Linked DNA regions of Mus musculus: all the other regions are linked to region 1. A link is a contact called in public HiChIP or PLAC-seq and promoter capture Hi-C data. All regions are on one chromosome and are shown on one strand. The core of a region is the stretch at or near the end of the contact, and the rest is flanking DNA. Distances in the headings are between cores, read along the strand shown.

What was found. Promoter capture Hi-C pulls out the DNA fragments that hold promoters and counts their contacts. HiChIP or PLAC-seq counts read pairs in DNA pulled down with a chosen protein or histone mark.
Region 2: a contact with region 1 is called in a promoter capture Hi-C map of embryonic stem cells, with 31 read pairs. The contact joins the promoter of Hoxc11 here to the promoter of Hoxc4 in region 1. A contact is called at or near these places in 9 of 39 promoter capture datasets (cranial neural crest, embryonic stem cells, frontonasal cranial neural crest and 5 more), 2 of 484 Hi-C or Micro-C datasets (embryonic heart and pancreatic cancer cells), 8 of 115 datasets of contacts at active chromatin or transcription factors (craniofacial prominence, embryonic basal ganglia, embryonic forebrain and 2 more) and 2 of 9 other capture datasets (adipose tissue and pancreatic islet).
Region 3: a promoter capture Hi-C map of embryonic stem cells shows a contact between it and region 1, with 46 read pairs. The contact joins the promoter of D930007P13Rik here to the promoter of Hoxc4 in region 1. A contact is called at or near these places in 2 of 39 promoter capture datasets (cranial neural crest and embryonic stem cells), 1 of 15 datasets of contacts at CTCF or cohesin (the NIH/3T3 cell line), 6 of 484 Hi-C or Micro-C datasets (bone marrow-derived macrophages, differentiating embryonic stem cells, embryonic fibroblasts and 2 more), 15 of 115 datasets of contacts at active chromatin or transcription factors (acute myeloid leukemia, craniofacial prominence, embryonic basal ganglia and 8 more) and 3 of 9 other capture datasets (adipose tissue, liver and pancreatic islet).
Region 4: a CTCF HiChIP or PLAC-seq map of the NIH/3T3 cell line shows a contact between it and region 1, with 16 read pairs. The contact joins the enhancer-like site here to the promoter of Hoxc4 in region 1. A contact is called at or near these places in 1 of 39 promoter capture datasets (embryonic stem cells), 1 of 15 datasets of contacts at CTCF or cohesin (the NIH/3T3 cell line), 15 of 484 Hi-C or Micro-C datasets (the Ba/F3 cell line, the G1E-ER4 cell line, LSK cells and 10 more), 12 of 115 datasets of contacts at active chromatin or transcription factors (craniofacial prominence, embryonic basal ganglia, embryonic forebrain and 6 more) and 2 of 9 other capture datasets (adipose tissue and liver).

Annotation. Positions count from the first base shown.
Region 1 is chr15:103,033,004-103,036,556 of GRCm38.p6, reverse strand. Hoxc4 (homeobox C4) reads right to left here and starts at 2,162. Exons shown (of 2, transcript NM_013553.2): 1 at 1,396-2,162; 2 at 1-920. The coding sequence starts at 1,834. The coding sequence ends at 565. All of the region lies in intron 2 of Gm30528 (a long non-coding RNA gene), which reads left to right.
Region 2 is chr15:102,952,960-102,956,473 of GRCm38.p6, reverse strand. Hoxc11 (homeobox C11) reads right to left here and starts at 1,948. Exons shown (of 2, transcript NM_001024842.1): 1 at 1,267-1,948; 2 at 1-5. The coding sequence starts at 1,948.
Region 3 is chr15:103,145,190-103,148,340 of GRCm38.p6, reverse strand. D930007P13Rik (Riken cDNA D930007P13 gene) reads left to right here and starts at 1,513. Exons shown (of 7, transcript NR_045743.1): 1 at 1,513-2,027; 2 at 2,741-2,826.
Region 4 is chr15:103,126,536-103,129,943 of GRCm38.p6, reverse strand. D930007P13Rik (Riken cDNA D930007P13 gene) reads left to right here. Exons shown (of 7, transcript NR_045743.1): 4 at 2,906-2,985. Among named protein-coding and RNA genes, the nearest start is that of D930007P13Rik, 19 kb to the left of the region's middle. Within about 2 kb of position 1,748, at least 26 of the 459 cell types and tissues checked have an H3K27ac peak or open chromatin away from gene starts, as enhancers often do. A contact at or near this core is called in the G1E-ER4 cell line, the NIH/3T3 cell line and embryonic limb bud, where this site is marked.

The DNA.
Region 1 (3,553 bases), core at 913-3,412:
TCATAGCTTTGTTCTCCTTAAAATGACTTCCCCCCTCACTAACCTCCCCTGGTGCATTTTCAATGCAAAAGGCCTAAGGAAAGAGATGGGGGGAAAGGAGGAGGAGAGAGGATGAGACTCCACTTACAAATCTCCCTTTCCTTTTTCTTTTCCTCATTTCCCCTGAAATTCACCCAAACCAGACCATCACACCTTGCAATATATAATTTTTGCAGCTTTTTTTCTTAAAAAATAAATACCCCCCCCAATGGCCTTAAAAGCAAAGCAAAGCAAAACAAAACAAAACAAAAAACCCAAAACAAAACAACAACAACAAAAACCCAGCAGGTACCATGCTAAGACAACACCACATGCTTAAAGGGGTCTTTAACAGCAAGGGAAAAGGGCAAGGGGCTTGTTTGTTTATCTGTTTTGTCTGTTTGGAACTGACAAGGGAGGAGGCAAGAGGAAGAGAGAGAAAAGAACCAAAATATATATATATATATTAAATTCTATAAATAAGAGTCAATTTGTGTGTGAGGGGGGCACGGAGCACAGGGTGGGGGCAGGGGTGTAAGTTATGTCTTATAACCTGGTGATGTCCTCTGCCCGTTGCTGCTCCGGCGGCGTGGCGCTCTGGGAGTGGTCTTCAGAAGTGCCGGGGGTGGCTGCCGAGAGGGTGCTGGGCGCAGCGCCGGCCGGGGGCGCTGACCTCACTTTGGTGTTGGGGAGTCGGTGGTCCTTCTTCCATTTCATACGACGGTTTTGGAACCAGATTTTGATCTGCCTCTCAGAGAGGCACAGCGAGTGGGCGATCTCGATCCTTCTCCTTCGGGTCAGGTAGCGGTTGTAATGAAACTCTTTCTCTAATTCCAGGACCTGCTGCCGGGTGTAGGCTGTCCTCGAGCGCTTGGGCTCCCCTCCGTTATAATTGGGGTTCACTGGGGAAGGGGGAGGGGAAGCAAATAGTGGGGTTCAGAGGCAGCAGGCTCCCTGCCCCCACCCTCACCCCATCCTCAGCTTTGAGGAACAGGAGGGAGTGGTGGAAATAAAGTCATCAAGCTAAATGGGTTATAAAGAAGTTGAAGGAAGCTAGAGACTTTGTAGTGTAATAAGAGGGGAATCCTCATTGTAACGACACTGAATTATTTATGCGCCCTTAGAAAGCAAGCATAGTTTTCACACATACATAACAGATCGTAGCACATGGCTCGGACTGCCCAGAGTAGCTAAGCCATAAAATTTATGGGGGATGTAATTACCCATTCTCGCTCGTAAATCCAGTTCAATTGTGCTAACCCAGAGTCGCTCCTGGAGAGAGAGGGGGAAGGAGAGAAAGGAGGACGGGGCCAGAGGGGGCCAGGGAGGGTGGGGAGCGCCGGGAAAGGGAGGGGGGCAAAAAGCAAAGTTGCCTACCCGTGCTAACGTGAATTTTTTTCATCCAAGGGTAGACTATGGGTTGCTTGCTGGCGGCGCTGGAGGGATGGTCAGGGGCTGGCTGGCTGCAGGCTGGCGGGGCTGGGGACGGGGAGGCAGAGGTGCCTGAGAGAGGCGCCGGCTCGCAGAGCGGCTGCGATTTCTCAGGGTGGTGGTGGCCCGCCTGGGCCGGCCCGTGGGCTCGCGAATTGCCAGGCCCCTGGAGACTGGTGCAGCTATACTGACGCTCAGGGTAGCTAGGGCGCGGAGGCGGTGGTGGGTACAGCTCCTGGTGGTGATGCTGGAATCCCGATTCCCTGGTCCGGCCGTAATATTCCGGACTGTGTTCAGGGATGTAGCTATTTTGCGAATATTCTTCGCATGGAGGAAATTTCGGATCGATGTAGTTAGAGTCCATCAAATACGAGCTCATGATCATTAATTTCTGGAGTGGAAAATAATTTTTCTCGCTTTGTCGTTTTTCTGCTCCATAAAGCCCTCCTACTAGCTAGCGACCCTGTAAAGTTACTTTCACCATGTGACTCCGCCGGCCAATCACACCGAGCAACCCAGTCCCCGGATAAGGAACCGAATCGCTTTATTCAAAATGTATCCAATTTTTTGTGTATGTGGTGGTGGTGCTGCTGCTGCTGGGGGTGGGGGTGGGGGATGGCTGGCAGAAGCTGGGGTGCTCACCATTGCACACCCCACCAGACTGACAATCCTTCCTTGCTAAAGATGGGTGGCTCCCAGCTCGACTCCAATGTTTGGGCACTGGGGGCTGTCGGGAGGCTGTGATCTAGCCCCCGCCCAGAGTCTCCTCTCCGGCCTCCAGTGGGCCCCGTGGGCCTCAGCTCCAGTGCCTTTCCAGTGGTCTCCATTATGGCAATCGTGTTGCAGTCTGTGTAGGTCACAGGGCAGCGCCCCTCTTTCGCAGGAAGAGGAAGTTCAATGAGGGCTTCAGTGCAGGTTGGATGGGGAGGGGCCGAGGTTGAGCTTAGAAGGCTGGAGAGCCTGAACTGCCCTACCCCATTCACGGATCCTCAAGTCCATTTCCCCTATCCCATACACACTCACCCAACCCTCTTGGCCAAGGGGCCTTGGAGACAGGGTCCCAGCAGTACTAGGCAGGTTGAGGCAGCGGGATACAAATGATCCTGATGTCATTTCTGGAAGTCTAGGGCTTGAGCCCCCTCTGAAGAAAGACAGGAAGTGGTTGGCAAAAGCAGATTTCAGAAATCTTGACACCCCTGCTACCCACTGTCCTTCCCGGCCCAGGCCCCAGAGCCCAGAGCCCAGAGCAGAGATCTACTACTGATGACTCTTGTGTGACTCCTGCTCCCTGGCCTTCTGACTTCTCACAGCACCTGCCAGAATGGTGAAAGAGAGAGAGAGAGAGAGAGAGAGAGAGAGAGAGAGAGAGAGAGAGAGAGAAAGGAGAAGGAGAAAGAAGGAGGAGAAAGAAGGAGGAGGAGGAAGGAGGAGGAGGAGGAAGGAGGAGGAGGAGGAAGGAGAAGGAAGAAGAAGAAGAAGAAGAAGAAGAAGAAGAAGAAGAAGAAGAAGAAGAAGAAGAAGAAGAAGAAGAAGAAGAAGAAAAGATGAGACATTTGCCAGGAGTCAGTGCCCTGACCCAAGGCCCTGAGAGTTTTTCCTCCATGTCTTACCCTCAAGGGAAGCCTGTGTGGGCAGAGCCTGCTTGCTTCCAATCTGAGACTATATCCGTGTAACACGTGTGTTTACATGTAAACACATATTCCCAAGGGCCAGCTCCAGGCTGCCTTCCAAAAAGAAGAGGTGAGGTAACTACTCTTTGGAGGCAGGGCAGGGGTCTCTGGCCTATTCTTGCCCTGCTCCCTCCCTCTGTCACCCACACACACAGAATATCCTCACGGGAGGTGGCAGAGTCAGGGAAGAGAGATGGGGCAAGGAAGGACTATTTTTCCAGCCACTGGTTCCTTAGCTAAGGGTGGCCTCCTCGTCATCGGACTCCAATTAAGTGATCTTCTATAACTCAGAGTTGGGGGGGGGGGCAGCAGAGGGGAAAGCCCAGGGTGGGAGCCAGGTCTCCTTGTTGTACTTGATAACAATTATAGTTTAAAATCATAGCTTGCCGGGGCTCGGCTATATTTTACTTGATAACAATAAAAGTGACACATAA
Region 2 (3,514 bases), core at 699-3,198, 80 kb after region 1:
GGCGTCTGGAGGGAGGGGAAGGGCAAGTGCGAGGAGAGGGGAAAGAGACACGTGAGACCCCGGGAGACCCCAGCCAACCCAGTCGCTGAAAGCTCAGCTACACAGCTCCCAGTCCCGCTGCCGGGCAGCCCTCCCTCTAGGCCGGCGGCTCCTCTTCCGTATCCGCTGCGCTGGGGCAAGCCTTGATCCCACCGCCAGGTTCACTGAGAACCTAGTTCCCCCTGCCCCTCAGGCCAGAGCCCTAGCTGACAAGGTCTGAGGGTGGAGGAAAGCCTGCCTGAGCCACGTGCTTTCCCTGGGGTGCTCTGTCTGCTCCTGGTCGCTGCCCTTGCCCTTTCCAAGCCGCCCTCCTAATGCTTCTGCAAATCCAGGATCCCTTCCTCCAGAAATCGGAGGGAACCGCGGAGAATCGGCGCGAAGGAGTGAGATCAGGAGAGAGCAGTGAGGAATCGGGAGCAAACTAGCCCGTAGAGGTAGCAGGACACCTACGAGCCTCCTGTGGTGCCCTGGCGCCCTGGGACACCCAGCCGCTTGCCTGCCCCAGGCTTGCGTACAGTCAGGCTGGGCCTACCCAGAGAGAGGCCTCGGACCCTGGAGAGCCACCGCTACCTTCCCCTGCAGAGCAAGGGAATCTCTGATTCTTTCCCCACTCTCCTGCCACCGCCAAACCCCGGCTTGCCCCGGTTTCTTCTCAAAGACCCGCGAACACGTAATTTGAACATTTTTAAAAGTCGTTTTAAAAAGAAGAGGAGCGGCCTTGGAGAGCTTCCCTGGACTCCAGTTCTGCCGCGTCGCTTCTGTTCCTTACCTCTCCCCTTCTCTGGATTTCTCCCAGTCTGTCCCTCGCCCTCCCCTTTCCCCCTCCACCCCTCCCCTCCCTCCCAACCCCCCAGCAGTCCGACTCCCCATCCTTTCTTAAACGCTCCTCTAAGTTCACGATCAAAGTTAATATCGCCCGCAATGGTGGCACTTTTAAAAATTTCACAGACCGAGGGAGATAACGGAGGAGGGGGGCTCACCCGGCTTTTCCAAAGAGCCCCTTTCCCTCCCTCCCCACCCCTTCTCCATCGTAAAAAGTCGAGTCGTTGGGAGAGAGGGCTTTGTAGGTTATAATAAAATCCTTTGAATGCTTATAAAACTCCACATAAAATCAGACTGACCCAAAACACGAGGCTGTCCGCGCTCCCCTGCCCCCCCCCACTACTCCAGCCCTCCCTCTCCGCTCCCTCCCTCGCTGCCCTCGGGTTCCCGGCCGCTGCTACCTACTGGGGGCGGCTCCCTTGGCCGGCTCCTTGGTCGCCGAGTGGGAAGAACCGGACGAGCTGGGATTCGTGTTCTCCTCCTCGGCCTCGGCCTCAGCACCGGCCTCTGCCCGGGACGCAAGTCCCGAGGCGGGGGGCGCCTCAGGCTCCCCCTTGGCCTCGCCCTTGCCGGAGCAGGGGGGCTCGGCGGGCGCATCTCCCCCACCGCAGTAGGCGTTGTCGAAGAAGCGGTCGAAAGCTTGGGGCAAGACGCTGTTCTTGTTGACTGAGGAGTAGAAGCCGGCGGGGGCCGCGTGCGGGGCGCTGGGGTGGTGGTGGCCGCCGTAGGAGCCTTCATTTTTCATGAGGATCTCAGTGACTGTGGAAGGAGGCAGGCACTCCCGGTGCATAAGCTCGTCGGCCGCCGCATAACAAGACGAGTAGCTGTTCCGATGGTGCCACTTCCCGGACGGTTCCAGGCCGTAGGAGACCTCCCGGACCGGGGGCACTTGGGCTGAGTAGGGATAAGAAATCTGACGAGAGGGAGCCTGGGGTAGGAAGGAAGAGACGGTGGAGAACTCAGGCACGTAGTAAGTGCAACTGGGCAGATAGAGGTTGGAGGTGCAGCTCCCTCGTTCGCCGAAGTCAGCGCCCCTCTCCTTGCGCGAAGGCGAGCAGAAGTTGCCCAGGTTGACCGAGTTAAACATCGTTCTCTTCTCCTGCCTCCTCCGGCTGGAGGTTTTGGACCCGATCTAGCGAGGGGGGAAATTTTGGGAAGGCGAGATGACGCGTTATCCGTCTTAGTCTCTCTCCCCGAGCACGTGATCCAAAGTAGATATTGTCATATATCAGTTCGGAGCACTTCGCAGACGTAGGAGGGGTTCTCTCTTAGGTAAGATCGGGGACGTTCAGGCGATTGGTTTGCAAACACCGCAGAAACATTATGAAAATCAATTGCAGATTTGTATTCGTTTTTCTCTCGTCACTCCCCTCCTCTCCATTCCACAGAGCGAGAAAAGGAGGAGAGAGAGAGAGGGTTGGGGTGGGGTGGGCGGTGGGATGGGCGGGGGCGGTGGCTGGGAGGGGGTAATTGTATTTTTTTTTAACTGCTGTTCTTTTCCCCCCTAGGATTGGGGGAAGGAGAAGGGTTTTCCGTTTCGGGGTCTTGGTCCCCTCCTTATGACAAGCTGGGGGGCGGGGGGTAAAAGAAAGGGTCTTTTCCTGCCTGATTTCCCCGGAAATATTGGATGCTTCCCAACAAGTTTCAGGGACTCTTAACCCTCTACCTGAAGAATCAGAGCTTGTTCATAAGAAGTCCTTTATATTACTTTCCTGACCAGAATAAGGTGCGCTCCCTTATAGGACAGGCTCCCAGGAAGAGTATCTGAAGTTTCCCAAAGGTGAGGCAGCCCAGCTATGAGCCAGTGTCCCAACTTTGTCTAGCTTGCTGTGCTGCCGCTGGCTAGGGACTCCTATTAGTCATAAACCAGTGGTGAGCAGTGCGCCAGCCGCCCAGCCGGTGCCTGGCGAAGTCTGGGAAAAACCTTCTCTAATGTTGTGTTAAATATTTAGTATGAGAGAGTGGCCCTGGGTGAATATTTCATGCCTGCCTTTATTGTCAATCAATGTGCAGAAAGCTACATTCACTGTGGATTTTAAAATCCCAAACCCCAAAGAAAAAGATTTAGAGTGAGAGTCATCTATCTTCTCTATCTGGGGCCCTTCGGGTTGGGAGCTCAGCTTCAGCTAATAGGCTGAAAAGAAGGCTGGCAATAAGGTCCAGGCAGGATGTATGCTAAGGGAACTACATTTGGAGAGGTTTTTTTTTTTTTAATGATTTGGGGAGCTTAGGTGGGTAGAGGTGTCTATCTCTAATACCAATCAAAAAGTAGGCAGGGTAGGGCCTGAAGTCCCCAGCCTCTTTCACTCCTATTTCTTCTCTACATCTCAGTCCAACCCTGCCCTTCTCCAAGTCTATAAACCCTCCTTGCTGGACCGCTGTGTCCATAGGGGAATACTCAATGACTCCTTAAACCTCCAGTCCCTTTGGCTATTACAACATACATCTGGGCATCTGAATATAACTTTATGGAAATGTTCTGGGCTGGATCCATGGTGCCCAAACAACTGGCACAAACAGAAAGCAGCAGTAACCTTGGTCCTAAGAAGGAGCTGTCAGGACATAACATTTTAGAAAAGAGCAACTCAACCCTGTACTCTTAGACAAAACCAAAGGTAGTCTAAACCATTCCCCCACCCTCAGGGCCGCCTTC
Region 3 (3,151 bases), core at 264-2,763, 110 kb before region 1:
GGCCATCAGATGATGCAGAAATAAGTTGCTTAGGGGGAAACCAATTGCTTTTCTTTTCAGAAGCCTGATTGTCAGCCTGCCTGAACCTACACTTTAGCAGACAAGGTTGAATTAGCCTGTGTGTGAGGATACTTTCTCTTCTCTGATTGGGCCCTCATGCTCTCAGATACAATGCAAGCAGGTCAGCTGCAATAGAATCTCCCCCACCCCCACCCCCCCGTACATTTTGCCTGTTCTTCTGTCCCCACAGCCCCGCTCAGATCCTCAAGTCTCCGGGCCCTGCTCGCAGAAGGGATGGCGGAGAGCCCAGAATGGTCCTCTGCGGGGACCTGTGCCAAGCCAGGTTGCCATTTCCATTTTCATTAATTGAAGTGGCGTAATCCTGATCATCTCAGGTCAACAGTTAACTGTTGCTGGCTGGGAGCCTGTGGAGAACTGCCTATGCAGGACGTGCTCTCCTCCCTAACCTTAACCCTTGACCCTAACCTCCACGGTGCTGACTTCTTAGCTAGCTCCCCACCTCACACACATGGCCAACCTCACCTCTTGGGATTCCAGTTTCTATCCTCTCAGGAAGGCCCTCCTGGTGTCTATCTGCTATCCCGCTTGTTGTAATTGGGACTCAATTTTCTTTCTTTGTTCGGTTTAAAAAACATCCTTACAAATGCAGTTGCCTCTTGAAGCTTCCTGTGCTGTGGTTTGGGAGGACAGTATGTCGCTGAACAAAAGGTTTTGTTTTCCAACCCTGAATAGGCAAAGCAAATAGGTGGTGGTCTGGCTGAGTGTAAGAGTGAACACAGGCTTCCCTTCTTACTCAGCTTTGGGGAGGGTCTCTGCCTTACCCTATGAGGGTCATGCTTTGGCATCCTTTCTGCCCATGCTTGGCAGTGTCGCTTTGTGAGTGTCATTACCCCGGGAGAGGTCAGGTGATGTTTTGTCTTGCAGCATGAGTGTGTTAATACACATTTGTGTACTTCTGTGGTTCTAGGGACCATATTTGTTTGCCATTCTTAATCTTCCAGATGGACACTGGTATAAGTGAGTGTAGCCAATTTTTGCTGCTGCTATGTCTTTGTGCGTCTTCAGGATGTGTGTGTGTGTGTTCGTGCGTAGCCTCTTAGTTTTCAGTCTTCATAGGCTGATGTCTTTCTGAGTGTCCTCTGGCCGGGTTCAGAAGGGAGGGAGAGAAGCGTCGGAGGCAAAGGATTGGGCAGGAGGGGGTGCGTGGCAATCTGTGACTCGGAAAACAGACGTGCAGCGCGTGCGGGGCGGAGGCGGGGGCACTCTGGCCCCCAGCTCCTCCGCAATCCAATTAAATAACATTTAAATGCATAACCAGCCCGCGCGCCGATGAGGCTGGAGATTGGAGCGGGCGCGGCGGCGGGCTGCGCGGGCGGCGTTTTGTGGAGCTCAGCGATTCTGGCGGCAATTTCCCCGCGCCGCGCGGCTTTTACGAGCCCGCTCCCGGCGCCCGCCCGCTCCGCTGAGCCCGCCGCCTCCGCCCGCCTCAGTCTGCCTCCGCCCGCGCAGCCCGGCAGCGTGTGGTCCTGCTGCCCGCGCCGCCCCGCCTGTTCCTCTTCGGAGCTGTCCTGGGCTCCTTACTTCCAAAGCCTACCTACCTTAATCCTTTGGACAGAGCGCCCAGCCCTCAGTGCATTGCTGCTTTTCACCTGCTGGCTGCATCCACCTCTGACCTGGACCCCTTTTGGCCTGTGCAATTCCGCTCTATCTCTGGGTCACTGGCTCTGCACAGCTTGTGTTTCTCTCTGCCTCAGTTTACTCTCTTAGGCCTCCTGTGCCCTTTACCTTGAGCCCTTCCCTTTCCTCTTCAAGCCTACATCCTAGCACCAGAGTAAGAGGCTTGAAGGAGAGGCAGAAGGTGGTGGTAACAAGTGCATGGTTGGAAGAGGTGGCTTCTTCTCTGTATCCTTTCAGCATAGAAAGGACCGGCCTGTTCATTCAGGACCATCAGACGGCTCCTGTCCAGAAGTCCTGAGATTGATAGATGTGGGTCCATCAGCCCTGAGGTTAGTATGAAAGGGGCCACTTGCTGAAGAACCAAGAGCAGCCCCACCCCGAGATCCCTGATCTTCTGAAGACAGAATCCCAGGAAGACAGAAAGCAAGACAAGCCATTTCATGTCTTGTGTGGTACCCGACTCCCCTGTTTCATCTTCCCGTTCCCTCCCTTGCATATCTGTGTTCTGCCCCCCAACATATGGAACCTGGCATTTACCATATGCTGACGACCCAGGCAGATTTAGGGAAGATCTTTCCTGGCAGACAAACAGCAAGGGGAAACCCTCCTGCGAGCAGTCTGGCATGCTGGAGGAATGGCATTGAGGCCGGTATGGCTGGAGCAGGGAAAATAAGGAAGGGAATGAGCTGTGGCTTCTAAGAGGTCACAGAAAGCTAATCACGATCATGTGGGGACTAATGAGTCACAGCTAAACTTGCACTTCCACTCTGAATGGACAGGGAGCCATTGGAGAGTCAGGGCCTGAGAGTGATATGCATACTCCCCTTGACTACTCAATGCTGTCATGTTGAGAATGCAGTGGGAAACAAGGACGTCCAAGAGTGCACTGTAGCAGCAAGGAGAGAGTGGGGCCTGGATGAATGTTGCAGAGTCAGCTCGGGGTGGGGGTGGGGGGTGGTTGCGGTGAGTCAGATGGGAACCGTGGAAGCAGCATCATCAAGGAAAAACTAAGAGGTTTTTGTGTTGTTTTGTTTCCTACCAGTGACCAGAACATGGAACTTGTCATTACCTGGTATCATGGAATACCAAGGAGCTGGCATCAGGAGACATGCTTTGGACACATTTAGTGTGAGATGCCTGCTAAAGATCCAAGTAGAGGAGGCTCATGGGTCTTAGTTTCCTGTGAAGACTAGGCTGGCGATAGAGATTTAGGAGTCCTCAGTGATACTGGGTGTGATCCTTCAGGGGTCCAAAGACAAGAGCACAGATACTTCAATATTGCAACAGAATGGAAAAAAAAAAAAAACTGCTGAGGAGGATTTGGGGGAGAGATGTGGGATGAGGACTCTTGACTTGGCCATTCCTCATTCTGAGCAGCCCTCATTGGTCGTTTTCTATATGGTCCTGGCTTCATTCCCCTGGGAACTCTGCACAACAGCCACTCTGGGCACTT
Region 4 (3,408 bases), core at 499-2,998, 94 kb before region 1:
TGAGTGTGAATTCTAGGCATATCCGCATGAAATGAGGACACTTTCTTATTGCTTATATTTTCAATTTATTTATATTTAAAAGGTTGAGAACTAAACTAGGCTTGGTGGTGCATGCCTTTAATTCCAGCACTTGGGAAGCAGAGGCAGGGGGAGCTCTGTGAATTTGAGGTCACTTTGATCTACATACTGAGTTCCAGGACAGCTAGGACTATGTAGAGTATTGCAAAAAGCAGACAGACAAAAGGGGGAGCTTAACACACAGAGTACTACAAGACTCCACTATTTGAGGTTTGTCTGGTCCTCTCAATCCCCTCGTGTGGGCTCTATTCTGTTTCTCTTCCCCTTGACAACTGCTGGGGGAGAATCTGCCCTTCCATCCCTTAGAACCAGCCCTGTGACTTGGCATCAGGCCTTCTCAGGTCCCCACTGGGATGCCGGGGCTGCAGAAGCTTGGCAAGTTTCCAGTGGGCGCCCCTGGTGAGGTCTGCTGCTGCTGCTACCTCAGGGACCGGAGTTTCCCATCACCCTGGGTTCCCATACTTCTGTCTTCCGGCCCACAGCCAAGATATCCTGCCTTCCATCCCCGACCCTGACCTCTGGAGCCCTTCTTAGCCTGAGAACAGGCTCCTTGTTTTATCACCCTACTCTGAGAATACTGAGGCTGGAATTCTAAGAGACCAGAAAAACTCTTCCAAAGTGTGAAGAAGGGGGAGGGCTCCTGAGTGAATGAGACCCCCATCCTACATTTCTGCTTCTGACTAGCCCTCATTTTCCCACATCACCCCTGGGAGAGGAGTTGGTGGAGGCTGCAGAGAGTACCCCCAAACTTCTGAGCTTCACATACCTTACCGACAGGAGATGTTCCTTGCAGGGAGCTGAAGGGGAGTCAGTACCTGTGCAAGGCACCCTAGGGTCCTGTCCCTTACATCTCCCACTCTCTTGTGGTCCCTAAGGATCTTGGATATATCCAGAGACCAAGGAGCGGCTGCCCCTCAGTCCTGCTCTAGAGAGAAGAAGAGAAAGGCCATGGGAAAATCCCTGGGAAAAAAAAAGTTAAGGAAGGGTGGTGGCTCCCTCCTCCCAGCAGCCTAATAAAATCCACCTTTGAAGACAGGCAGAAGAACCCAGGGGGTGAAGTTGAGGGCAGAGGAGGGTCTGTGGTTGCTGGGGGCTGAAATTGCTCTTAGTGAGTCCTGGCAAGATCCCAAAAAGGAAAATGCCAGGGCTCTGTAAGTAAAGTTTGGCTGTGAGCATGAATATCAGAGAATCTCATCTTGAGTAGGTGTGAGGGCCCCAGAGGCTGGAGCTGAGTCACACATTTCTTACTTTATGAGATATTTGCTTACAGGAGACCCAGAGAGGGAAAAGATCCAGGCTGAGTCACACAGCATTTGTGTGTTCCTCATTGTTGGCTGGGCCTGGCTTTCTCCTGCTTTCTCTCTTTTCCTTCATATAAATTTAAAAATACTTCTGTTCTCCACTCTCAGCAAACACTATGCTTATTCCAAACACTCTTCCTCCTCAATAGTTACCTGTGAACTTTGACCTCAGGAATCCACTTTGGGGAGGGCACTTGGAGAAAACAAGATAGATCTCCTTAACTCTCCCAAGGGCTTGCAGGTGGCCTGCTAAATTGCCCCTTCAAAGGAAAATTAAAGCAATGTGTGTTTTATGGAGTGCTGTTTTGGGCTGTAGCTAGGGTGGAGTTACAGGCTCAGGACTGAGGCATGTCGGGGTGAGATACCTGGACCAGCAGAGCCCAACATGTCTGCTTCACTCCCTGGTACCCCACTTCCTGTCAGAGTAGACAAGCCCAAAGAACCTACCCCAGGAACTACTTCCTGTAGTATTTTTTTCTCTCACAAGGAAGCCCTGGGAAGCACATGTCCCCTCTGGGGCCCCACCTCTTGGATTTCTGAGACCACATTGCCAGGGTCTAAGCCTGGGATCTGTAACACCCCAGGGTATTTTTCTGACAGGCTGCCAGTGTAGAGAAAAGAGGACCCCTCTGTTTAGGCTCCAGGCCATCTTGCTCTTGGCCCTGCAGTGTTTCCTTCTGACAGTCAAACTAATTTTTTGTTTCTTTTCCTTTTTCTTTTTCTCTCTATTTTTGGCTTTGCGACAGGGGTTCATTTAACCCATGATGGTTTGGAATTTGATATGTAGCCAAGGATGTTCTGGAATTTCTGACTCCTACCTTTACTTCCTGAGTGCTGGGAATACATGCTTATATCGCCACACCCATCTTATAACGTGGTGAGGATTGAACCCAGGGCTTTGGGCATTTTAGGCCAACACTTTACCAACTCTTCAGCTCCTAGGTCCCCGTTTGTTGTGGGATTCAGAGTGAGTCATTTTGTTTTCCTTTTCGTTCTTTATTTCCAGGGAGGTCTTTTTGAAAAGAGGATCTAAAGTAATCATTCCTAATAGAATGCTCGTGGCAGAGGAAGCCCCAGTCTGCTTGTTATGGTTTTAATATGAAATATTTCCCCACAGGCTTGCATGTGGAACCAATTGGTCCCCAGCTGGGGGCGCTGTTTTAGGGTGTGATGGAAACATTAGGAGGTGGAGCTTAGATGGAGGAAGGCAACTGGGGCATACCTCTGGAGGGTCCTGTTCCTGGTTTCCATAAGCTGAGTAACTCTGTCCTCTACATCATCACAGCTATGATGCTCTGCTCCACTGGACACAGTGTTGCCCAGGCCATAGTTAAAGGCCTGAAACTGTGAGCAGAGACATGGCCTTTGAAGTTGTTCCTCAAGTCATTGTCTCAGTGACAGAAAACCCAACACTACCCCAGATGAATTCTTCATTGTTCAACTAAGGGCAAGGGCATGTCTCAGGGAAAGAGCCTGGGTAAAAGAAAATCTAGGTTCTGATTCTGACCCAAGTCTCTTCTTTTTAGGCCTTATTTTTCCCATGTGTAAGACATGGAGCTGGAATCCGTGAACTTCAAAGGTCCTTTAGAGGTGGCTGAAAGCCTAGGTAAATGAGTGCAGGACAATGATAATAGCCAATGTATTTGACCCCTAGAATGTGCTCGGTCCTACGTGTTGTGCATTTTCCATAGGCTGTCCTATTTAAGATTCAACCACATGATTATATAGCATTATGTAATTGCATAGTGAGACTTGTTCTCCAGAAGAAAAAGTCCTATGAGTAAAATAAGACACAGAGAAGCTAAGTAACTGAGGACTTCTTTTTTGGTTTTGTTTTGTTTTCTTATTTTGAGAGAGGGCCTTACTGTGTAGTTCAGTCTGATTTTGAACCGGAGATCCTCCTTCTTCAGCCTCCCGAGTCCTGGGATTGCAGGCATGTGCTGCCATACCAAGCTCTAAATCGTGGCTTCTTGGAGGAGGCCTTGTAAAGCTGAGAGGAGGTTTAGCTTTGTAGAGAGGGACTCCAGGA